Regions from separate parts of the Mus musculus genome. Here regions 1, 2, 3, 5 and 6 are each linked to region 4. A link is a contact called in public promoter capture Hi-C data. All regions are on one chromosome and are shown on one strand. The core of a region is the stretch at or near the end of the contact, and the rest is flanking DNA. Distances in the headings are between cores, read along the strand shown. Region 1 holds the start of Gnptab (N-acetylglucosamine-1-phosphate transferase, alpha and beta subunits). Region 2 holds the start of Washc3 (WASH complex subunit 3). Region 3 holds the start of D10Wsu102e (DNA segment, Chr 10, Wayne State University 102, expressed). Region 4 holds the start of Pwp1 (PWP1 homolog, endonuclein). Region 5 holds the start of Nup37 (nucleoporin 37). Region 6 holds the start of Washc4 (WASH complex subunit 4).

Evidence for each region. Promoter capture Hi-C pulls out the DNA fragments that hold promoters and counts their contacts.
Region 1: a contact with region 4 is called in a promoter capture Hi-C map of liver, with 10 times the contacts expected there. The contact joins the promoter of Gnptab here to the promoter of Pwp1 in region 4. A contact is called at or near these places in 2 of 39 promoter capture datasets (liver and pre-B cells) and 2 of 9 other capture datasets (adipose tissue and liver).
Region 2: a contact with region 4 is called in a promoter capture Hi-C map of pre-B cells, with 5 times the contacts expected there. The contact joins the promoter of Washc3 here to the promoter of Pwp1 in region 4. A contact is called at or near these places in 5 of 39 promoter capture datasets (the C10 cell line, hippocampal neurons, liver and 1 more).
Region 3: a contact with region 4 is called in a promoter capture Hi-C map of liver, with 8 times the contacts expected there. The contact joins the promoter of D10Wsu102e here to the promoter of Pwp1 in region 4. A contact is called at or near these places in 2 of 39 promoter capture datasets (the C10 cell line and liver).
Region 5: a promoter capture Hi-C map of pre-B cells shows a contact between it and region 4, with 6 times the contacts expected there. The contact joins the promoter of Nup37 here to the promoter of Pwp1 in region 4. A contact is called at or near these places in 3 of 39 promoter capture datasets (hippocampal neurons, liver and pre-B cells) and 1 of 115 datasets of contacts at active chromatin or transcription factors (embryonic stem cells).
Region 6: a promoter capture Hi-C map of liver shows a contact between it and region 4, with 6 times the contacts expected there. The contact joins the promoter of Washc4 here to the promoter of Pwp1 in region 4. A contact is called at or near these places in 5 of 39 promoter capture datasets (cranial neural crest, hippocampal neurons, liver and 1 more).

The regions. Positions count from the first base shown.
Region 1 is chr10:88,377,534-88,381,525 of GRCm38.p6, forward strand. Gnptab (N-acetylglucosamine-1-phosphate transferase, alpha and beta subunits) reads left to right here and starts at 1,735. Exons shown (of 21, transcript NM_001004164.3): 1 at 1,735-2,002. The coding sequence starts at 1,886. Gm40733 (predicted gene, 40733) reads right to left here and starts at 1,531. Exons shown (of 5, transcript NR_168608.1): 1 at 1,482-1,531.
Region 2 is chr10:88,199,402-88,203,520 of GRCm38.p6, forward strand. Washc3 (WASH complex subunit 3) reads left to right here and starts at 1,696. Exons shown (of 7, transcript NM_026070.3): 1 at 1,696-1,891; 2 at 2,411-2,509. The coding sequence starts at 1,841.
Region 3 is chr10:83,357,942-83,361,919 of GRCm38.p6, forward strand. D10Wsu102e (DNA segment, Chr 10, Wayne State University 102, expressed) reads left to right here and starts at 2,280. Exons shown (of 4, transcript NM_026579.3): 1 at 2,280-2,432. The coding sequence starts at 2,318.
Region 4 is chr10:85,869,849-85,873,679 of GRCm38.p6, forward strand. Pwp1 (PWP1 homolog, endonuclein) reads left to right here and starts at 1,983. Exons shown (of 15, transcript NM_133993.3): 1 at 1,983-2,166. The coding sequence starts at 2,095.
Region 5 is chr10:88,144,822-88,148,778 of GRCm38.p6, forward strand. Nup37 (nucleoporin 37) reads left to right here and starts at 2,171. Exons shown (of 10, transcript NM_027191.2): 1 at 2,171-2,251; 2 at 3,341-3,558. The coding sequence starts at 3,403. Parpbp (PARP1 binding protein) reads right to left here and starts at 2,120. Exons shown (of 11, transcript NM_029249.2): 1 at 1,675-2,120.
Region 6 is chr10:83,542,647-83,546,381 of GRCm38.p6, forward strand. Washc4 (WASH complex subunit 4) reads left to right here and starts at 1,295. Exons shown (of 33, transcript NM_001033375.2): 1 at 1,295-1,456. The coding sequence starts at 1,396.

The sequences.
Region 1 (3,992 bases), core at 485-2,984, 2.5 Mb after region 4:
CATGCCTTTAATCCCAGCACTTGGGAGGCAGAGGCAGGCGAATTTCTGAGTTCGAGGCTAGCCTGGTCTACAGAGTGAGTTCCAGGGCTATACAGAGAAATCCTGTCTCAAAAAACCAAAAAAGAAAAAAGGCAGCAGGCCCAGGGTTCTGTCAACTTGGCACTAGAAAACATACTGGGGGGAGGAGGGAATAAACTAAGTATCAAGTTTGAGAAACACAGTCAAGAACATCAGGACAAACCAAGAATAAGACTAATGGAGATTACAAAGATAAAGGGCACAAAGCATTCAACTGGAACGCCTGATAAAAGAGGTGGGTAGTGCCGCCCTGTAATCCCAGGTGGAAGGGAGGGAGGGAAGAGTTCAAGGCTTGCCTGGCTACATTGGGAGTTAGAACCCAGCCGGGGCTTCTTGAGACACTGTTTCAAAATCCTCCACACCGTTCTGTCCCAGCTTCCCCCACTCCTGTCCCCTCCCCTTCCCACCCTCCCCCCACCAAGCAAAACAAAACCTAATAATTCCCAAACCAACCAACAAAACCAACGAAAGCTTCAGAAGAAAGAGGATAAGTTGAGGACTAGACGAATGAAACAAAGTAGGAAAGTGAGGGGTTTCATTTTAATTTTCTTTTGTTTATTGACAAGGTCTCACTACCAAGACCAGGTTGGCTTTGAACTCATAACCTTCTTGCCTCAACGTCCCAAGTGCTCAACAGGTATGCACTGTGGTAGACACTGCATTTGAGAGTATGCCGTGTAATGAGGGTAATTCCCCACTCCCACCCCACCCCCACACAAAAAGACCCAGGTAGGCCCAAACAATTCTCCAAGTGAATTTGACCCGAAAACTTAGTTAGTTCTCTATAACACTCCAGTTCCTTTTTAAAATTTTTTATAATTAACAATGCCAATTCAATAGCTATACTACCCAGTTGTATTTGAAAGGGTTTCTGAAATGGCTCAGCAGGTTAAGGTGATGCCAAGCCTGACTTCAGTTCCTTGAACCCGCAGCATGGAAGGACAGAAACAAGTGACCCTCACCATACACTCACACACACACACACACACACACACACACACACACACGCACACGCACACGCACTCACACACACGCGCACGCGTGCGAGTTCCCCTGCATACACAAACTTATAAGCAGATTGATTACCTATCAAAAGCTAAGGCTTCAGATAGTAACTAAATCCGTTAGTTTTCCCTGCTTTGCCACAATCAGCCTACCTGTGACCTCAAAAAATTTTTTTTGATAAATGCCCGATTAGTGACTTTTGTTTTTCCAAAACCAATTAAACCTCGTGTACGAACGTCTAGAGTAGATTATGTCATTTGGGACAAGCCGAATATGCATTCCCTAGCCACGATCTTTCAAATTTTCTTTCGAAGATAAACTTGAGGCAGGAGCTGTGTTTTTTTGGTTCATCAGGATTGCCCATTGGCACACTGCAGGGGACAGCCCGGGTCGCTTACCTGTTGGTTGGGTGGGTCCCACCGTGCAGAAGGCAGAGGGCCCAAAGGGCAGGGCCCACGGCGCACGCGCAGATGGGAGGGCGCGCGCCTGCCCTTGCCCCTCCGCCCTCTAGGTGGCGCTGGCGACTCGCCGCCGCCTCTCCGAGGCCAACCCCGGGTGGCGCCGGGCGCCTTGCGGGCCCTGGGTCCGCCTCCGCCGCGCCGAGGGCGTGGGCTCCGGGCTCCCGGAAGCGGCGGCCGCGGCGTGGAGCCCAGCGGGCCGTCGGTCGCCGGAGCGACAATGTGCGGCAGCCGGGGGCTGTGAGCTAAGCGCGGCGGCGCGTCCGGGGGCCCCTGAATGGCGGCTCGCTGAGGCGGTGGCGCGGCGCGGGCTCCTCCTGGCGTGGGGTGGCGGGGCCGGGGTGATGCTGCTTAAGCTCCTGCAGAGACAGACCTATACCTGCCTATCCCACAGGTATGGGCTCTACGTCTGCTTCGTGGGCGTCGTTGTCACCATCGTCTCGGCTTTCCAGTTCGGAGAGGTGAGTAGCGGAGCCCGAGCCCCGGAGCCGCGTGCGCAGCATTCCCCGATTGAGCCCCGCGGTGCCGGCACCCCGAATCTCCCTTCTGCCTCCCCATCTTCCCTGCAGCCTGGGGACCAGCACACGGCCCACTAGTCCCAGGCGCTGAGCGTGCATCCTCTCCCCGGCTCGCCTGCAGCAGCTGGACTGGACGTCCGGGCCTCGCGTGCTTCAGCGTGCGCATGGATCCCCTTCCTTCTGCAGGGTGTCCCCAAGAGTCCTCTGGCCATTTGATTTTGGCTCTAAGGCCTTGCGCTGGTGAAACTCTCTCCTAGGGTTTGTATTTTTCTGTAGTGATCCTTCATTCCCTGGCTCTCCGTAGGATCCAGTCCTGCGGTGCCACCCTACTAGTCCTTCACCGTTGACAAAACACCTTATCTTCTGTTTCTTCTGGATCGCAGACTTTGTCTTAGAGGCATGCGCGGCTTTGCATGTGAATTTTGCGCCGTTTTGCATGTGAATTTTGCGCCGTTTTGCATGTGAATTTTGCAGAGTGAAAGGGAGATTTTTTTAAATTAACTTTTTTCCTTTTTCATAATGGCTCTGCTGTTTTGTACAGCTGCATGCCAGCGGGTTGGAGGCCTTACTAGTGAGAATGCACACGCTGATGGGAAGCACCAAGTGCTTATCTCAGAGTAGGGCCCTTGTCAGGTGACTAGGACTGCCTGCGGATCTTGGACTCCAGCCCCGGACCTCTTGAGAGCCAGCACAGACCCACCCTTGCGTCATGGGCTATGCTAATACTTTTTAGATCAAGTCGCTGGTCCTTCTTGGACTGAGAACTGCGTTTAATTGATGTGCAGTGAAGCAGTTTGATTAGACTGTAAACTCTTCAAAGAGCACAGACAACCGGTTTGGGAGGTGTGAGCAGCCAGGTTAAATGAATTTTATGCTCCTTTGGAGACATACCTTGAACGTTCTGGGGACTGCCATTACTCTTCAGTTTAAATTTCAGTTATTTGATTCTTGGGTAGTCTAGTACAGTCTTCGCCATCTTAAGTGTGCAAAGGGGTATGAGCAGGTCAGAAATGAATGGGCACAAGTGTGCCATTCAACAGAACACTGCCCCTGGAGACAGGAAGAAAACATGCGCTTTCAAAGAGTTTGGAATGGTCTCCCTGTTTTATTTATTTGCTTATATTTTAGTAAGAGGTTAAAAGGGTTTTATAATTAACAGAATGCTCTTATAAAACGGCACAATACGTATGTGTGCGCTCAGCACCTACACCGGACTGTAAGCTCGGTGGAGAAACTGGTGTCACTTTAAATGCTGTAACCCTAGCCCAAGCCCAGTGCCAGGCAGTGCCAGTGTGTGCATACTAAGCGTCTGCTTAGTGATTGGCTGAGCGATATGGCCGGGTTCTAAGTGTGTTTTTAGTGGTTGTAGGGACTAGAAAAAAGTAATTTTACAGGTGAGAATGAGACTGTCGCCCACTTCCAATTGTGGAGTGTTTTAGTTTTCCACCACCTCCTGGTCCGTCTACGTTTCATGTGTTGTAACTTGATATGTTTTCGCATAGTTAGTGTCTGACTGCTTTTGAATGGCTTTCATTTCTGAGAAAGAGCCTTACTAAGTTGCCCAGGCTAGCCTGAAGTTCACAGTCTTCCGTTATCAGCCCTTCTGAGTGCTAGGGTTGTTGGTTTATGGTTTTAACCTGGTTCATTTTAAGTGGGCTGTTTACTGACCATGGCGTGAAATGCATTTGTTACAGCCTTGAAGAGTTTGAGACAGGGTCTTACCACGTCGCCCAGGCTGGGCTTGAACTTCCTATATAGACCAGGCTGGCCTTGCACTCAGATCCTCCTGCTTCTGCCTCTGGAGTGCTGGGATTCAAGGTGTATGCCATGAGGCCTGGCTCATAGACACAGATCAAAAAGTTTAGCTGAAATGAGAGAAATAAGAGTTAAGAGTGTCACCGGGTAGCAGGAGAGGTGGGGGTAGCTGGCCTGT
Region 2 (4,119 bases), core at 446-2,945, 2.3 Mb after region 4:
ATACTGCAGGCTAACAAAAAGCCTAGAACTAGGAATGGATTACCTCTTTTAGAGCTTTTGGTCAGTGAAGTCCCATAGACCCTGACAGTAAAAGCATTGCTGCAGGTAACACAATGAAGGCCTAGAAACAATCAATGAAGAAGGTGGCTATGCTAGCCACACAGCTTTCCAGGGAGTGGCATTTTAGAATGCAAGTATTCACGTTTATCCAAAAGAGATCCTGATTTGGCTTGTCTAAGGCTAACCTCTGGAGTGGGCATTTTTTGTTTGTTTGTTTGTTTGTTTGTTTTTTTGTTTTTGTTTTTTTTTTGTTTTTTTGTTTTTTGAGACAGGGTTTCTCTGTATAGCCCTGGCTGTCCTGGAATTCACTTTGTAGACCAGCCTGGCCTCGAACTCAGAAATCCACCTGTCTCTGCCTCCCAAGTGCTGGGATTAAAGGCGTGCGCCACCACGCCCGGCCCTGGAGTGGGCGTTTTAAGAAGCACTCCCAAACAGAAGCTCACGAATCCCATTCAGAAAAACATGACTCTTCTTCTGCCATAAAAGGCCCTTCGTCAGCTTTTGTGTCTACTTCTGCCTTGTTTCATTATTCTCCACTTCTGGGCATTTCTACTTACACCACCAAACAATCTTTCCTTTGCCTTAAACGCCATATGCCCTCATGTCTCTGTACCTTTGTTTGGACAAAGGTTTATTCCAGATTGTCATCTTAACTGCTCTTAATGTTAAGTAGATACTAAAGTCGGCTTCCTCTTCTTGTACAACTTAGAAGCTCCTATTATCCACAGAACCGCACACTTTGCATGTGGTGTGCATGTACTCGTGGATCTACAAGTGTTTGTACATGCTAATTTGCAATGCCACAACTTTCACAGGAGTTTGTTTGCACGTCCATCTAACTTTTGCACATCAAAATTCTGCATGTCCTCCCTTTGACTAGTGTAGCAGAGGAGATCCTGTCACTTCTTCAGTACTTGTTTTGGTACAATAAAAAGGTTTACTTTTGCTTAGGTGACCTGCCCTAACTCACATCGCTGGTAAAATGTGCAGCCAAACTCTGAACCAAAATCTTCATACTGTAGGTGTAAGATCGTTTACATGACGTAAGTGCAGTCACTTTCACAGCTGTGTGTCTCAGTTGTTGCTTGAAATTATGTTATGTCAAAACAAACAAACAAACACCCTTAGAAACGGATCTCCAGTGCATGAGGCTTGCCAGGGCTGAAGACAAGTTCTGACAGACTTCTCTAGACTTCACAAGGGCTAACAGAGTATCTGGCACTTAGTAGGATTACACAAAAAGAGAAGTGCTCTTCAGTGAATTATGGATCTTTTTTTTGTTTGTTTGTTTTGTAACAGGACTAAGCAATTAAAATCTCAAAACGGATACAGCTCAGCTTCTAACTTTCCCAGTCTGACCTCATCCCAACCCTGCGTCTGTCTCCCTGTTTCTGTCTGTCTGAATCTGTCTCTTTCTGTTTCTCTTTCTCTATTTCTCTCTCCGTCTCTTTCCCTCACTCCACCACTCCCACCCACCCACCCCCTTTTCTTTTTCAGATTTTTTCAGATTTTACAGCTAAAACAGCAACTGTGAAACCTGCTCATCAGCAGCTTTTCCCCGGCCCAATTTTACAATCGGAATCATGAACTACCAATCCCAGAATGCTGAGCGAGAGCGAGGGGGCGGGGCGGCCTCTCTGAAGCCACCCATTGAATGGTGAACACTCGCGCTTTCTTCCGGAAAGGCCCCGAAGGCAGGAACTTGGGAAAGGAGTCTGGGCTCTCTACTGGGCTGGGAGGAGCTTGTGCCTGAGCCCCGGGGTCCCCATCCGCTGAGGAGATGGATGAGGATGGGCTTCCTCTCATGGGGTCAGGCATAGACCTGACCAAGGTTTGTAAAAGACCGACTTGAGCGTCCGACAAACAGGGAAGGAGGCTTGGCCAAGGGGCCCTGGTTCCCAGGGAGACGCCACCTCTCCAGGCCCAATCCGGGCCCCTGTTTTCCTACTCTGGGCAATGGGGGGAGCCCTGCAGTCCACTTTGAAAGGGGTCCCTCCTGGGCTAAGAAAAGAATTGGTGTGCCACGCAGCCTTTGCTCCCCACATCACGTGTCTCTACGCCCGAGGTTGACAGTCTGGAGATAGTACCACCTCTGACACTTCACCTCTTATTCGACTCTCTAGCTGCTCGTGTGTGTGTGTGTGTGTGTGTGTGTGTGTGTGTGTGTGTGTGTGTGTTTGACTCACACAAGATTCAGAAAAACAAATCAGCGACTCTTCTTAGCCCTTCGTGAACCACATGTCCCAGGGCAAAGACCATCCATCCCCCTCTATGAAATCCAGATATCCAAAGGATTGCAGAGAGTGTGTTTCTCCTGTAAGAATCGTGTTTGCTTTTTTACATGACACAGGTGCCAGCTATTCAACAGAAAAGAACCGTGGCCTTTCTAAACCAGTTTGTGGTGCACACTGTGCAGTTTCTCAACCGGTTTTCCGCAGTTTGTGAGGAGGTAGGTCCCGGGCTACTACTTCATGGAGCGGCCGAGAAGTCGCCTTCCGTCTTTCGTGGTGACAAATGTAGTCAAATGAAGTCAAACAAGAATTACAGCCTTCGTGTGTTCACTTTGCCATGAAATTCAAATGTCTTAAGGCCTTAGCATCTCTGATTCTGTCCCCATAAGTCCTGTGCGCTGTCTCAACTGAATTAGTATTCTAGAAGCTTCCATGAGATAGCTCAGCCAAGTTTGTTGTAATTATAACAAAGGGAATTCCAGAATTTCACAGTGGAATTTTTTTTTTATTTGAAAGGTTTTGTTTCATCTTCCTATTCTAGAGATTACATTTTAAATGTATGTTCGAGTTTATATCGAATTGCTTTCCATCCTTTGTGCCAAAAAGGATTCATGGAGGCAGCCTAGAGATACATGTTTCAAAAAATACTTTTCTGCAAATAACTGGATACATCATGAAGTGATAATTAAGTACATAGATAAGAATTAGGTGCCAGGTCCAGGAACCTCTCCTGAGCTTGCAAAAAGTTTTGTTTTTTGTTTATTTTAGAGGAAAATGGGGAATATATATTGAAACTGAATTTAAGAAAGGAAATAACAAATTAGAAACCTATAGACAAGTCACAGCCGGATCGATTTAATATCCTGTTTTCTTATATTGTCATATGTGAGGCTTATCGTTGAGAAAACGGTGATTGCTGAATGTGTGGCTGTTCATCGGAATTGCCCAGAGACAGGAAGCTTCTGGTTTGAGTACAGTTTGATCTGTTTATGATGGGTTGTGATTAAGGCCTTGAACATGCTCCGCACATGCACTCTGCCCCGACACCCCCAGCCCGGCCGTGGTCTTTCTTTCTTTATCAGATTTCCTTCAGCTTTTCCACTGAGACAAATGAAAGTAAAACATGTGCTGATGCAGTAAGGAGCCCAGTTCTGCGTGCCTTGTGTTTGAACAGCCCCAAGACTGGTGCTTGCTCCTAGGCCTCACTTCTTCTCTTCTCTTTTTGGTTTATGAGAACATTTAAGATGTACTTATTTTATGATATGTGTGTGAGTGTTTTGATTGCATGTATGTCTGATGCCTATGGAGGTCGGAAGAATGCTGAAGGCTACCTAGAACTGTACTTATGGACACTTATGAGCCTCGCTGTGGGTGCAGGCACTCAGTCCTGGGTCCTTTGCCCAAGTGCTCTCAGCTGCAGAGCCGTCTGCCCTGTCGGTATTTCTCTCACACAGTTGCTTCTCTAAATAGGATAAGGAACCCACTGAGTAAAGGGGTTTTTTACCTTTCCATTCTTATATGAATTCTTTTACCCTTTTTATGCTAGGTTAGAGTATATAAAGACTGAGCTTCTAGCAGAAGAAAGCAGATATTCATTTTCTATGGTTGTGCGCTTGCCCTTTTTGAGGTAAATAAAACTAGCAAATGAGTAGAAAAGCCATTTGCTGTAAGCTGCTTTGGGGTGAGGATAACCCCTTGTCTTTGTAGTCCCCTCAGTTTCCGCTGTCTGCTTATTGACGACCAGGATCAAAGATGGCAGGTGTCACCTCACTGAGCACTAATGCAGCAGAGCCTTCAGAACCACACTTTCCCCTCAGCTCTCACACTC
Region 3 (3,978 bases), core at 1,030-3,529, 2.5 Mb before region 4:
TTGTTTGTTTTGTTTTTGGAGACACAGATTGACTATGCAGCTCTGGCTGGTTTAGATCTTGCTATGTAGTTCAGGCTGGCCTTAAACTCACAGAGATCCACCAGCCTCCCTGCCTTCTGAATGCTAGGATTCAAGGCACTACTTGAATCAACAACTGCATATTTACTGCTGCTCCTGTTCACACCAGACATGAGGTGGAAGGAACTCAAATGTTCATTATCAGAGAAAACACACTGTTAGCAAGTCCTGGTAGCAAATGCCTGCTTGTAATCTCAGCACTTGGGATTAAGTGTTTGAAGATCGATAGCATGGAGTTCAACTATATAGCCTAGGTTATACAGTGTTCCCCCCAAAACAAATCCCTGCCCCGCCCCCCAAAGAAAGTGTGGTACAAAATTCAAGAGCATATTATTCAACATTAAAATTGAAAGATATCCTTTTCAATAAACCTTGAAGACATTCTTCTCAGTGAAATATGCTAGTTACACAAACAAGAGTTTATGATTCTAGTTACACGGAAAGAGAAATTATTGGGTTTGGGGTGGGAGCTGAGACAACTCACTTCAGAGATGGAAGCTTTAAAAACAAAAGCTTTATTTTCTGAGCACTCAGGGAGGCAGCTAGTATGGGGTCTGAACCTCGTCCTGGAAGGGAGATTGTACTTTTTGTTTTGTTTTGTTTTTGTTTTTCGAGACAGGGTTTCTCTGTGTAGCCCTGAGAGGGGAGCTGGGGGGAGCTGCAGTCTTATCCAATTGTGTTTTGACATTATAAGTTAAACAAGGGAGTACTGGGCCATATCCAGGGCACCTGGTTTCAAGGCCCTTAATTCCATTAGGTGCAGAGCTCAGAGTGATAAGGAAGCAGGGGTGGGGTGGGGTGGGGTGGGGGTGGGGAGGAGTGGGTCAGCTGCATGTAGTTAACTAGTGCATACCAGGCAATTAGTTATATATTTTTAAAACTTACACACCTTGATTTAGATAATAGCAATTCCTCTGCTCTCTACCAGTTAACAGACAATTAGGAAAACATGTAGACTTGGGACAGGTGTTCGTTCCTAGGTCTGGGAACATGAACTTGCTTGACCCTGCCAGCAAGATGGAGAAGTTGTCCCTGAGATGGCTGGACTCAGATAACTGTCTCCTTACACATTGTCCCTGAGGAGATGCGTTCACACAGACAACTGTTTACAACAGAAGCTGTTCTGATATAGGGAAGTCCCCAGCTTCCCTAGAGACTGGGACCGTGAATTAAGTTTCTCCCTATGATTAAATGGGAGTCTGGAAATGAAATGGTAGCACTTGGAATACGTTTCTTTCGCTTGTTCTCAACAAAACCATGAGCATTGGGTCCCAGGGGCAGGAAGAGGGGAGGAATGGGGTTTGTCATTCAGGGGTTTTGTTTCAGCTTTTTAGAAATGAAGGATTTGTTTTTCTGTAGGAGACCAAACTCAGTGCCTCACTCACAGCTCTACCTTTTAACTACCACCTGGAACAACCTTTTAGGATTTTGACATGACAGTGTTCCAAAGGCATGCTGTATATATAGCAACGTAAACAGCATTCTTAACACTTCTGGGTTTTGTGTTTACAGTTAAATAGTAAACTAAGCTGGGGTCTGGTCATCCAGACCTGAAATCCAGGCTATTTAGGACCTAGGTGGACTTTGAGTACCAGGTCAACCGGGGTAACTTGGTGAGGCTTTAACAAACAACAAAGTATGGTAATGGGCGGCTGTAGATTTAAGTACACGGAAATGGAAGCTGGAAAATGGTGATTTTGAAGTCAACCTGGGCCAGCCAGGATGACAAAAAATAAAATATAGAAAATGAAAAGAAACTGGGTGTGGTGGCTCCCACCTCTATGGCATCTGGAAGACTAAAGCAGGATTGCTACAAACTGAAGACCACAGAAACCTCCCCAAACAACAACAAAAATGGAAATAACGACAAAGGCCTCGCACCACCTTCTTCATGCTTGCATTTGCTTAGCTTGACCAAGCCGGGTTGATTCTTTTCTAACAACAATAAAGGAGGAGACTAGGGCTAGACTTGGGCTGGGGTAGACTAGGCGCCTGACACGTGCATCCGCAGCGCTCCGCCCACGCAGTGTGGTGCCTTGTTCCCATCCTCCACCCCGCCTCGGCCCCACCCCCGCTTCCGGTTCCCGTGGGTCTGAACTTCATCTCTAGGCGCGAGCTCTGGCCACGCACCCGTAAGTCACCGCCCACCTCCTAGTTTCGGCCAATTGCTGCCTTGACCCCGCCCCTTCCCCGTGCCTTCCTATATCCGGGCTTCTTTCAGTGGCGCTGGGTTGGAAGCATGGAGTTCCAGGGCGAGCGCGGGACCGGTCCTGGTGTTTCTTCGTCTTCTGTAGCCTGCTCGCAGGTCACGGTGTCCAGGGAGCTGCTGACGGCGGGGAGCGAGGGTTCGGGAGGTGAGCGACGGTGGAGAGCGGGGTGGGTTGGAGGGACACGGAACGCTGCTGGGTCAGGGACACTGCGGGACCCGGGAACGCTACTGGAGACACTGCAGGAGGTTGGGGATGCTACCGGGGACCGGGCACGCTGCGGGGTTCTGGGACACTGAGGCGCCCGAGACGCGGCAGGGCCGGGGAAGCCAAGGAGCTCGAGACGCTGTGGGGAGTCGGGGGTCCGGGTTATTGCGGGGCCGCGGACGCCGAGGAGCCAGAGACCCTGCGATGGCTAGGGATGCCGGGGAGCCTGGAACGCTGCGGGGGTATGGGACACCGAGAGAGTCCGAGACGCTGCGGAGGTCGGAGATACCGCGGAGTCTGGGACGCTAATTGGGAGGGGATGCCACGGAGCCCGAGACGCTGCCGGGGTCTGTCCGGGGTACGACTAGGCCAGCCCGGCGCTGGGCGGTGGTGGTTCTTTTTTTTTTTTTCCTCTACCTGCCAAGCCGGTCCAGGCCAGGTGGTCCTTGTAGAGTTCATTAGGAACCGCCCAGCCTGGCAGCATTTGGAGAGGCAGAGGCAGGCGTATTTTTGAGTTCGAGGCCAGCCTGGTCTACAAAGTGAGTTCCAGGACAGCCAGGGCTACAGAGAAACCCTGTCTCGAATAAACAAAGAACAAAATACAAAAAAAAAAAAAAAAAAAAAAAAAGTGGGCAAAGGCTTGAGTCTTCAGTGTTTGTTGCTTGGACTGGGCAGTTGGTTTGTTTGGAAAGGTGCAACTCGGAATAATTAATTTTTTAAATTGAGCACCTTCTAGGTAGGAGAGCTAGGCAAGTATATTCTACAAAAAAAAAAAAGCCCAGTCTGACTTGCCCAAGTCTACATAACCGTTTCTGGTTCTCTGTATTATGTACCTCTGGTATGTGGAGGGGGCTATTCTCTCTTCCTACTATGTGGGGAGTGAATAGCGCTTCCAATTTGGGAGGCAAGCACTGTGTCCATAAAACCCTCTTTTTGGGCCCTATTTCTGACTTCTGACTTACCTTTTGTGTGTGTGTGTGTGTGTGTGTGTGTGTGTTTCAAGACAGTGATTCTCTGTGTTGCCCTGATTGTTCTGAAACTTACTCTGTAGATCAGGCAAGCCTCGAACTCTTGCCTGTGCCTCTTAAGTGTTGGGATTAAAGCATATCTGAATTTCTTAACTAAAATCAAAGACTCATTGCAGGTCTACATTTTGCTAACTGTGCTGTTTAAAGTTGTGCGTTGTGCATCCCTGTTGCCTTAAGAGGTCACAAAGTGTCGAATGCTCTGGTACTGGAATTATAGTCCAGTTGAGCCCCCATGTGGGTGCTAGGAATCAAACAAGAGCAGCTAGTGCTTGAGACATAGCCTTGGCTGGCCTGGAGCACAGAGATCCACTTGCCTGTCTTTTGAGTGTGCCCTGCCATGCCTAGTCCCCCTCCCTGTTTGTCAATGTGTATTTATTAGATCAGTACTAGAGGTTGGGGAGATAGACGTACAGACAGGAGTGTTGGCTCCTCCTCTGTCAGAGTTAGGGGTGGTTCAG
Region 4 (3,831 bases), core at 733-3,232:
GTCCCAAGGTCTGACACTATTACTAGGCTATAGAGCACTCACATGACTGCCCTCCGGAAACAACACTCTTTACAATAGCCACGAATGATATAAAATATCTTGGTGTAACTGTAACCAAGCAAGCTAAAGACCTTTATGGCAAGAACTTCAAGTCCCTGAAGAAAGAAATTGAAGAAGATAACAAAAGATGGAAAGATCTCCCATGCTCATGGATTGGTAGGATAGTGAAAATGGTCATCTTAGCAAAAGCAATCTACAGATTCAATGCAATCCCACCAAAATTCTAATACCATTTTTTAGGGATCTTGAAAGAGCATCTCAACATAAAATCGGATACACTAAGAAGTCTCATAGAAGAGAGTGAGAAATACCCTTGAACACATTGGTATAGGAGACAATTTCCTGGACAGAATGCTAATGGCTCAGATTCTAAGATCAAGAATGGATAAATGGGACCTCATGAAACTACAAAGCTTCTGTAAGGCAAAGGACATTGTTATTAGGACAAATTGGGAAAGGATCTTCACCAACCATACATCTGACAAAGGGCTAGTATCCAAAATTTGCAAAGAACTCAAGAAGGCAGACACCAGCAATCCAAATAACCCAATTAAAAAATGGCGTACAGAGCTAAACAGAGAATTCTCAGAGGAATCTCAAATGGCAGGGAAGCACTTCAAGAAATGTTCAAAGTCCTTAATCATCAGGGAAATGCAAATCAAAACAACTCTAAGGTTCCACCTTACATCCATCAGAATGTCTAAGATAAAAAAAAAAAACTCATGAGATAGCATATGCTGGTGAGGATGTGGAGCAAGGGGAGCAGTCTTTATTGCTGGTGGGAGTACAAACTTATACAATCACTTTGGAAATCAACTTGGCAGTTTCTCAGAAAACTCAAGACCCAGCCATACCACTTCTGGGCATGTACTCAAGAGATGTTCCATCATCCCACAAAGATGCTTGTTCATCAATGTTCATAACAGTTTTATTTGTAATAGCCAGAAACAGGAAACAACCTAGATATCCCTCACCTGAAGAATGGATAAAGGCATGGTACATCTACACAATGGAATACTATTCAACTATTAAAACCTAAGGCATCATGAACTTTGCAGGCAAATAGATGGAACTTGAGAATATCATCCTGAGTGAGATAACCCAGTCCCAAAAGGGCATGCATGGTGTGTACTCAGTGATAAGTGGATATTGTCCATAAAATACAGGTACCATGGTCCACTTCACAGAACCAAAGAAACTAAACAAGAAGGAAGACTCAATCAAGGAAGCTTGAATCTCACTTAGAAGAGGGAATAAAATAGTCATAAGAGGCTGATGGAGGGAGGGAACTGGGAGAGAGGGGAAATGGGGGATTCAGGATCAGGCATGGAGAAGAACAGGAGAGATAGCTATATGGCCATGAAAATGAATGGAAATCTGCAAAGTGGGGGGAAACCTGCATCTCCAGGACGAGACAAAGGCCTGGGATAAGGGAGGCTCCCAAGAATCAGTGGGGGGTGACCTTAGCTGTGACTCTCATTGGGGATGTGGAACCTGAAGAGGCCATCTCCTGTATCCAGAATGGAACTCCAATAGAGACACCAACCCACCCACAAAACTTTCAACTCAAAATTTATCCTGTCTACAAGAAATGCTGGCATAGGGGAGGGAGCAGAGACTGAGTGAATGGCCAACCAATAACCATTTCAACTTGAGACCCGTCCAGTGGGCAAGCACCAATCCCTAACACTATTAATGAAACTCTGCTATGCTTGCAGACAGAAGCATATTGTTCTCTGAGAGGCTCCCCCCAGTAGCTGATTCAGACAGATACAGACACAGCCAAACAGTGGATGGAGCTTGGGAACTCTTATGGAAGAATAGGAGGAAGGAGATAGAAACTCCACAGGAAGCAGTCGTAGATTTGCATACGGCCCCGCCCATCTCATGCAAATTCCCCTCCCCTTCCCCTTGGCGCCTGCGAGTGACGTCAGCGAGCGCCCGCGCCTGCGCGTTGTTCCCCTCCGCGGAGCTCAAGAGTAGTGTCTCCCAGCTCCCAGGGCTCCAACCTGCGCCGGGTTCAAACCGAAGATCATGAACCGCAGCCGCCAAGTGACCTGCGTGGCCTGGGTCCGCCGCGGCGTGGCCAAAGAGACTCCAGACAAGGTGAGGCCTGTGTATGGGGAGATGCCACGGCATGGCCGTGGGCTCGGCCCCGTCTGGGGCAGCACGCGCCCAGCAGGAGCCACGCGATGGGACCTGCCAGGTTGGCCGGGACTGTAGCCATGTGAGGTGTGGCTCCGGTGACCCGGGCGAGCAGAGACCGCGCGCCCCTTCCCTGCCCGGAGCGGGAACCCCGATCCCATCCCTGAGATGCACGAACACGTGGACTTTTTGTGCACTGGGAAGGGGCGGGGGTGTTTGCTTGTTACGAGTTTCTTACGGTGATCCGGATAAAACGTTATGGGGCAGAGAGAACAAGGTGTCAGTGTAACACAGTATGAAGGAAGTTGTACAAAAGCTGGAGACCGTGGCAAAGGAAGCCGGTTACTCAGGCGGTTTTGTTCATTACACAGTGTTTTCTGCAAGCCAAGCGGAGCCTGGAGTTCCGGGATATGTTGGAGCGATATAGGGCAAAGCCCTGTTCTTGACTTTCGGGATGTCAGGGGTTGTAAGTGTCCTAAAAGAAGTGAAGGGGTTGCTATGGGTGTAATTGTCTGAGTAGTGACAACTCGATATGTGATAGACGTGGGAGTGGCCTCGACATGAATTTACATGCGGTGAGGGATGGAAATACTCCTTATAGGTGTAAATTCTACCAGAGTGCAGGTAGTGTTTAGTCACTGTTTTCTCTGGTGTTTTGCCAACAGCAAGCAAGCAGTGTATATTTATAGGATAGGGACAACACTTGCCTTATTAAAAATTCTCCAAAAGAAAATTGTTTTCATTTTAAAAGGGCCATACACAGCTTTCGAAGTATTAAGAGAGTCTTAAAAATCCCTAGTTGTCATGCCCCAACCCCAAGCAATACAAATACCTTTGTGTGTGTGTATGTGTATGTATGTATGCCCATGTTCATGTGTTTGTGTATGTGTGCGCTGTCTGATTGAACCCAGCGTTAGTCAATCGAGATAGAGTGGCTGGCCAAGGCACCAGAAATTCTCGTCTCTGTAGTCCCTAGTGCTGGGATTACAGGTGTCCCCTACACTACACCCAGCTTTTGAGTGGCTTCTGGGATGGAACTTAGATCCACATGCTTGCTCAACAAAAGCTTTACCGACTGACCTCCGGCCTTCCCCGGAGTTTTTCAGTCTTTAATTTCTGGATCTTTCTCAGGCAGAATTGAATGTCATTCTCAGGGAGATTCTTGTTATCTCAACGTTTTTTGTTGTTGTTTTGGAGACCAGGTCTCACTCTGTAGCCCGCTGTGGCCTCAGACTTATGGCAATCCTCCCGTGTCAGCCTCCTAAATACTAGAGTTATAGGTGTGAGCCACTGAAGATCTGGAGGCTCTTTAGTAGAAACTGAGCCGTTGATTTACCTTCATGTGGAGTGTTGCCATTATGGCCAACCCACACTGCGGGCTTAAGTAAATAAACAATACCCAACTAGTGTTGGCCTTTACAAGCTTAATACAGAAGTGTTAGGTCTGGTCTGGTCTGGTCTGGTCTTTTCTCCAGACAGGGTTTTTTCTGTGTAGCTGTTCTGTAACTCACTCTGTAGACCAGGTAGCCTTGAACTCAGAGAGATCCGCCTGCCTCTGCCTCCCCTGGGATTAAAGGCATGTGTTCCACCCCACCCCCCACCCCCACTGCCTTCTTGTTATGTGCC
Region 5 (3,957 bases), core at 921-3,420, 2.3 Mb after region 4:
CATTCCCCATGACTGTCACAGCCTGTGTCTGGGAGAACTAAGCATGACTCTCTGAGGACATTGAGAAGCCTGGGCTTGGTCTCCCTCAATCTACTTCACATGCCTTTTCCCTTCACTAACACTACCTTGATCCTTTTGCTACAGTGGTTCCCACCTGCAGCTACACCTCAATGTTGACTTTCCTGCTCCTCCTAGCAAATGACCCCTCTGGGGAGACCTAACTCCCAAGCCCGGGTAAGGTGCTGAAGAAAGCATGCAAAGAGAAGTAAGGTATTCCTGCTGCCAACTGATACAACTCACAGCCATGAAAGAGGCAGCTTATCCTGGGGAGACCCCATCAACATGGAAGGTGAGCCGGCAGCACCAGTCATCTGCTCAAGGCTAGCAGAGGAATCAATAACTTAACCAGCCCAAACTGCCGACCCACAGATTCAAAGCAAATACTCGGTTGCTATTGTACAGTGACTATGGTTTTTGATGTTTTGTTACACAGCAAACTGATAATAAGCCAACGAACAAATGAAGCTTCTTAGTGCCAAATACTTTCCATTTAATATTAATTACTTTGTTCCATCTCCTGTGTCCTGATGATGTCAGTCTACAAATGTCTGGTTTTGACACATGAAGAAAATAATGTTCAATGACACGAAGCTAGTAAATAGCCAAAAAAGCATAAATTCAAGATTTCTAAGTTTTCCCTAACTTCTGCATGCATACAGAACCCTTTCAAAATAAGCCTAGATGTGTCTGTATTCTAGGCAGCCATGCTATGGAATCAGTCCCCTCTCTACTTCCAGTCTTCTCTGTGTCTCTTTTTACAAGTCTGCTGTGTGTATATGTTCGCCTTTATGTAAGCACATGTGTATGGAGGCCCAAGGTTGACACTGAGTGTCTTCTCCACTGCTCTCCACCTTGTTGACTTGCCCCGGCATCACTTGTCTACACCTCTAGCACACTGGGGTTGCAAGCAGACTACTACACCAGTGTCTCCGTTAGCCCTGGGGATTTGGATTCCAGTCCTCATAGCTGTCCAGGCGCTTTATCCAGTGAGCCACCTCCCCAGGCCTCACTCACAATTCTCTGATGAGCACCTAGGTTATCTCCTATTTATCTCTTAAAAAACAAAATTGAAGAAGACACAAAAGCATGAGCTATGGGTGATATGATTAGTTTGCCTGAAATATTTTTTTTTTCCATCAACCATTTAAACATGTAAAACCATGTTTAGTTCTAGATCTGGCTATTCACCAACAGGCATCTGGGCTGGCATGCCAATATCCACTGTAGTTCCAGCTTTTCCAGGGTTACCTAACTTTAGATCTGGCTGCCCAGGTATAAGAATGGTCACAAAGCAATCAGGACTATGCCGCCCCCTCTGTTCTACCTCCCAGCCTGTTGTGAAGACTCGATGAGACGCTGGATATGAACAAAACAGAAGGTGTCAGAGGGAATAAACTCTTGCTTTTAAACTGGATTCAAAGTGCACTGGAGCAGAAAATCTGAGACAGGTAGTTGTCGCTGGAAGGTAAAGTGAGAGAGCACCACACTTAGCTAACTATCCCTGCCACCACACCCCTGCATTAGCTGTACCTCGTGATTACCACAAATTTCTCCACGTCCATAATTGGGACTACTTAACAGAATTATAAGGCACCAGTGAAGGAAATAGCCAACCTCCTTATTGCCAGCACTTAGCAAATCTCCATTAAAAGATGACAGGTGACAGTTATTCTTCTTGCCTGGTCCGGAATGGCCCTCTGAAGGATGCAACGACAGAAAATCTGAGAAGCCTGCACTCGTCGTGTGCCAGATCCCCGATCTAACGGACTAAAAGAAGATTTTGATGGGTTTCGGTCTTGCCGAAGCCCTAGCGTCTTTTTTTCCACGGGACACCGTGAAGTCGGGGCGAAGCCACTGCGCAGACAACGCCACTGGCTGGCACGTCGCTGTCACCGAGATGCGTTCGCAGAGCAGCAGCCCGAATGCCCACTGGAACTGCGACCCGGGGGCACAGAAGAGACCAGACCCACCTCGTCCAGTGACCCAGGCTGGGTGCAAGCGGAGGGAGGAGCAGCGCAGCCAGGACGCCGGAAGGCAGAGGTTTGAATCGCCTCGGCGTCCCTTTCAAATCTCGCGGCACGACCTGGGAACCAATCGCCGCGCTCGCCCTCCGACCCGGAAGCAGAGCGGGCGCACGCCCTGGCCACCTATGGTCGGGAGAGCCTTGCCCAGGTCGCCTCCCCTGCTTTAGGTGCGTATCGAGTGCGGTGACCGGGGATCGCCAGCTTGTGCTGCTTCCCCAGGGGCGCTTCCCTGTTCTCCAGAGCTCTTCCTTGTGACCTCGCGAGGTGGGAGTGGGTTTTCTCGGGCGACGCGTGGGGGACACAACTCCAGGGACCCTGGGAATATTGACCCAGGGCTTTAAAGACCTGGAGGTCAGGGGTTGCCATCAAATCCGGACCTCAAGTCCCCTGCATGCCTTATACCTCTCTGCTCTATGGTCTTCTCACCTGCCGGTCCCGCGTAACATGTGTCCAGTCTCTCTGAGATGGGACTTAATCTGAAAAAACTCAGCAGATAACTCAGGATTTTACGTGTTCTTTCTTAGCCTAGGGTGCCTCCTTTTCATTAACAACAAAGTAAAAATTAATTTGCACGTGAGAATGCTATTTCTACAGTACACACTACCTGTCTCGAGACAAATTAGTTGAGGATTGTGACAGGTGTTAATAACGTTAGTATCACACATTACTCCAGAGCCTGTATTTTTTAATCTCCTTATTTTATTGCATGGGTAATGGTTGGTTATAACTATTGCTACCTGATATTATCCTTCAAGGCTCTTGGACTCCATGTGTCTTTAGGCAGGGGTGGGACTTTCCAGTTCATCGGACCCTTGATAGTTCAGGTGGTCTGTCAAATTAGAATGTTAAAGGTCATATAATTCGAACAAATAATGTAGCATAGTCCTGAGATAGGCAGGTGTGTGTATTTGTGTTTTCTCTAGCATGTAGGCCCAACACATGCTAAATCTTTTAAATCCTCAACCTGTTGACGAACTTGGCAAATTTCTTCATAGGCAAAGAAGGGACTATTGGTAGTACCGGCGTTTATGGTACTCTTGCATATGACAGTGTCAGTACAACTTTCCAACTACAAATAGTGCTGCATCTCTATTGCTTAATAATCTTAGGACTCTATTTGTATTAAATTTATTCATGTGTGTGTTAATATAAGCAGACTTCTCTTTTGAGCTGGCTCTGACATTGCTATACCAAGCCCCATTATGATTCTTCTGTTGAATGACAAACACTTTGTAAATTTTGTTTGTGATCCACAGTTTCCTGACAGGCAATAAACAACTATTTGATTCTTACAACTGCTCCAGCTTTGGGATACAAGATGAAGCAAGATGCTACAAGAAATGCTGCGTACACCGTGGATTGCGAAGATTATGTGCACGTGGTAGAATTTAATCCCTTTGAGAGTGGAGATTCAGGAAACCTGATTGCATATGGCGGCAGTAATTATGTGGTTGTTGGCATGTGTACGTTTCAGGTTAGTCCACAAACTATACGGAGTGACAGTAGAGATACTTTATCAGTAATGTGTACAAACCAAAGCTGAACTTAAAAGTATGTTGCTTTTAATACAAGAAAAAAAAATTTTTTGAAGATCTACAGGGAATTCCCGTTACTAATTGTTGAGACATGTGTATACATTATATAGATGATAGATGTAAAAACAATGAAGGTCTTCTTTCACCAATGATTCGTAGAGGTGTATTCTGATAAAGTCCAACATAACTGAGCACACATGTATTTCTATGTATTAGATACACTTCAGATTTCCCCACATCATTCTGTCATAGGAAACAAGGTGATACTGAAAGGCTAAACAATTATCTTCCAAGAAATTCCTAGCTTTCATAGATAATGTTCAGCTTTCCTATTAGCT
Region 6 (3,735 bases), core at 45-2,544, 2.3 Mb before region 4:
AGTCCACATGTGTTTGTCAGCTGTCACTGTAACAAACACTTTTGTTAGAAAAAAAAAGCATTTTCTAATTTCTTTGCAATGCCAGGCATGGTGACACATGCCTGTATTCCCAGCACTTAGGAAAGCACTTTACAAAGTAAAGATGTTCATTTGTGGCTCAGATCTGTAGAGGTTTCCCTCCATAGCCTTGTCACAGGCCCAGGAGCAGCAGGGACTCTCAGCTACGATAATGAGATCTTGTCTCAAAATAAAACCAAGCCCAAACCTTAGCATCTCAGAACATGCTCTTCAAGAGAACATTCTATATTGATTTGTGGTACTTTATATAATGCAAATAACTTTAAAACTCTGCTTGAAAAAGACTCAGCTAATAGACACAAGAAAAATTTAAGAGCCACTTTGTATTAATGAGCACCTACCCGTTTTCAAGTAATCCAGTCTTCTTTAATGAGATTTGAATTCTTCCTATGCATTTGCAAACACATGAGCATAAATAAACGTTTACGTCGATTGTAGATGTTACAGCAAATATGCATTGTTCTAAAATCGACTCCTCTCCTTTTTTTTTTTTTCTTTTTTTTCTTTAATGCCATTTGAGACCTATTTCATTTTGTAGCTTTCTAGGAGTTCAGAGTATGGATGTCTTAAATTTTACATTATGATTTTTTTTTTGATGCTATTTAGACTGCTTCGTAGAAGTACATACTAAAAACTGCCCTGATAGAAAGCGTTTTGTGTAAACGTTAGGATAGATGTAGAACTCAGGGTAACACAGTTCCCACCCCACCTTCTTAAAAGCAAGGAAAGAAAGAATAGTGATCTATGTAAAGCAAACCCAGTAGTGAGATTGCTTGGTGGCGTTCTTAAAGTCATTACTTTTTTACACACACAGGTCTTTTCTCAACAAATAATCTGCACAGGAAGTGCAAGGGGATCAAGGAATCGCGAGGGTAAAGACAGAAAGGGAGCTGGTGAGACAGGCATCTTGGTCCAAGGGCTCGGGCAGTGTCCAGGTGAAGGACCGGGTCTTGCGTTGGGCCCCACCCGGTTATTTCCATTCTTTCCAGGTTAGACTGAGGGAGTAATCCCCTAGGATATAAAAAAAAAAGAGCCTCGAGGAACGGAATGTGCCCTGAGAACAGTCGTGAACGGCAGCGAGACCAGGAAAGGATGCAGGATGCCAACGGCAGCCATCACTATGGCGGCCGCGCCGGGAGCAGGCGGTCGACTCGCTTTCCCAGCGGCTCCCGCGGTCCGCAGGGCCGAGAGTCCACTGGCTCTGGCGTGCGGGGGCGGGGCCGAAGCCGGAAGTCACGTGCCGTGACAGCGGCTGGGGTGAGGCCCGCGTCGCGGCTGTGGCTGCTCGGGGCTGTGTCTGTGGGAGGTTCCGCGGCGATGGCCGTGGACACTCTGTCGCCCGACTGGGACTTCGACCGCGTGGACGACGGCTCTCAGAGTAAGCCCCGGCATCGGGCGAGGCGGGCCGGGCGGCGCTGCGGACGGAGGGCGGCGCGGTGCGGCGCCGCGCTGCGCAGCCGCCCTCTCGGGACCCTCCCGCTGGGTGGGACTGGGGCGCTCTGCGTGACCGTGTGGTCGCGTCTGGCCGTGCACTCGCACCCTGCGTCCCTCCCGGAATCGGTGACGGGCCAGCGGTGCCATCGCTGGGGAGCCCCGCGCGAGGCCATCCTCCCGGGTTGTCCATCCCGTCCCAGGGTTTGCCCCAGATGCTCAGCCTTCAGTTCTAGAAGAGTCTGGGTTCCCGTTTCGGTTTCCTGTTTTTCTTTGCTTCTCAAGCCAACTTTTGAAGTTTGGATTCACGTTCTTAGAACCACAGAGACAGCTAAAAACAGCTCTTTCTGGCCTTAAAAAAAAAATCAACCAACATAGGAATATCTTATTCCTTCTCGGCCCTTTATTGATTTTTAAATAGCTGAAAAGGTTTTTAAATCTATTTTAACTTTTTAAAAAATCAGATCTGCTTCGCAGTTGCCTCATGACGTCAAGTCCAAGTTTATGTTTAAAATCACTTCCAACCCCAAAAGCCTCATAGTTTGTTTCAGCATAAATGGACAACCCAAACTAATTAGAGACACTCTGGAGGTTGATTTGTTTGTTTGTTTGTTTGTTTGTTTTTTCTGTGTGATAGAAGATATATTGGGGCGAGTTGCCCAAGAAATTTTTAAATGCATACCTTTCCCAAAAGTAGGAATGCCTTTAAAAATAAAGTACAGCTGCATTATGAATTATTTTACAGAGATACTAGACCATGTACAGATTCCTATGTAACTGTGTTTTGCCTTTACATCTAGTTGAACTATGTTCAGGGTGCTGGGCAGATCTTAAGATATTGGTCTTAGTCAGCATAAAGAAAAATCTAGATGGAAGGATAGTAACCACCCCTTCTCCTCCCCCCCCCCCCCCCCATTGTGCGCTGAGGTCCCTACTTTAGTTTAATCTAACCAAAGTTGGAATGAAGGTATACTGGGTTTCAGCTTTAAGTGGAATGAATGATCAGTTATTTAGACATAATCAGTTTTTTAGATGCTCAGGACTGGGGAAAGGAGTGGAAACAGGACGTGGGTGAGGACACAATATAAAAACCATGTATGTATGAAAATGCCATGGTGAAACTCATAATGTTGTTTACTAACTTTAAAAAGTAGTAGGAAAACTACAAGAAATGCAGTTTGTTGGGAGGGGGAGTATGTTATGCACAGAGGGCCACTGGTTCTTAGTCTCTTCTTGTACTTTAAGAACTTTTATGAGTTCATAGCTACTTGTTATCTTACTGGCAAGGAATTTAGTGTTGCTGTCGTTTACCCAGGTCTAACCAGGTGATCTCTTAGCATGTCTTTCAAGTACAGTCTTTAAGAACCCATTTGCTGGTCAAAGGATGCTTTGGTCATTTCCCATGTAATAGAGTAAGACATTAACACGGGGTTGTTAGCAGTAGGTAAGAGGTCTCTCTGTGCCTGGCTTTCATTAATTTTGGGGCTGTGAATCATATCTAGACTAATTGTTTTCCAAAATTATCTAAGTGAGTGCTGTAATGAGACAGGCGTCTTAGTGAACTGAATTGATGCCCCTGATTCACAAACTCAGTTCAAAATAAAGGACAGATGTCTAGTCTATATTTCATGCAGTGTGAGTCAGAACATAGTTTATTTCATGACAGCTCCAAACTTCAAATTTGAAGGAAAAAGCATTTTTTTTTTAGAAGACAAAGATTGAGTAAAGTTATACACATCAGTAAAAGAAATGAATTGGAATTGAATTTTTGGAATAAGTAATAATTCTTAGGTATAAGATGAAATACTTTATAATTTCACTGAATAGGCATATGAAAATCCAGCTATTTCTGGTGGTTCTAAACTTAAAGTTACCTATTAATATGTAAATTCTGTAAATCCCAGCTATCTTTTTTTTTTTTAAATATTGTTTTATTTTACATGTGTGCACAGAGTCTACAGAGGCCTGAAGGTGGTGTTGGATCCCGTGGATCTAGAGTTAACTGCCACATGGGTGCTGGGTACCAAACCCCTGTCCTCTGGAAGAGCAGCTAGAGCTCTTAGTAGGCAAGCCCTCTCCCCATCCTCCCTCAGCCAGCCAGTCTGTTTTATCTGCTTTTTATATCTTGATTATAATAGCTAAAGAATTGAACAAGTAAAGCATTTGGTAAGCGGAGCATTACTGAAATGATAATACGATGTAGTAGATTGAAAACCTCCATGAAGA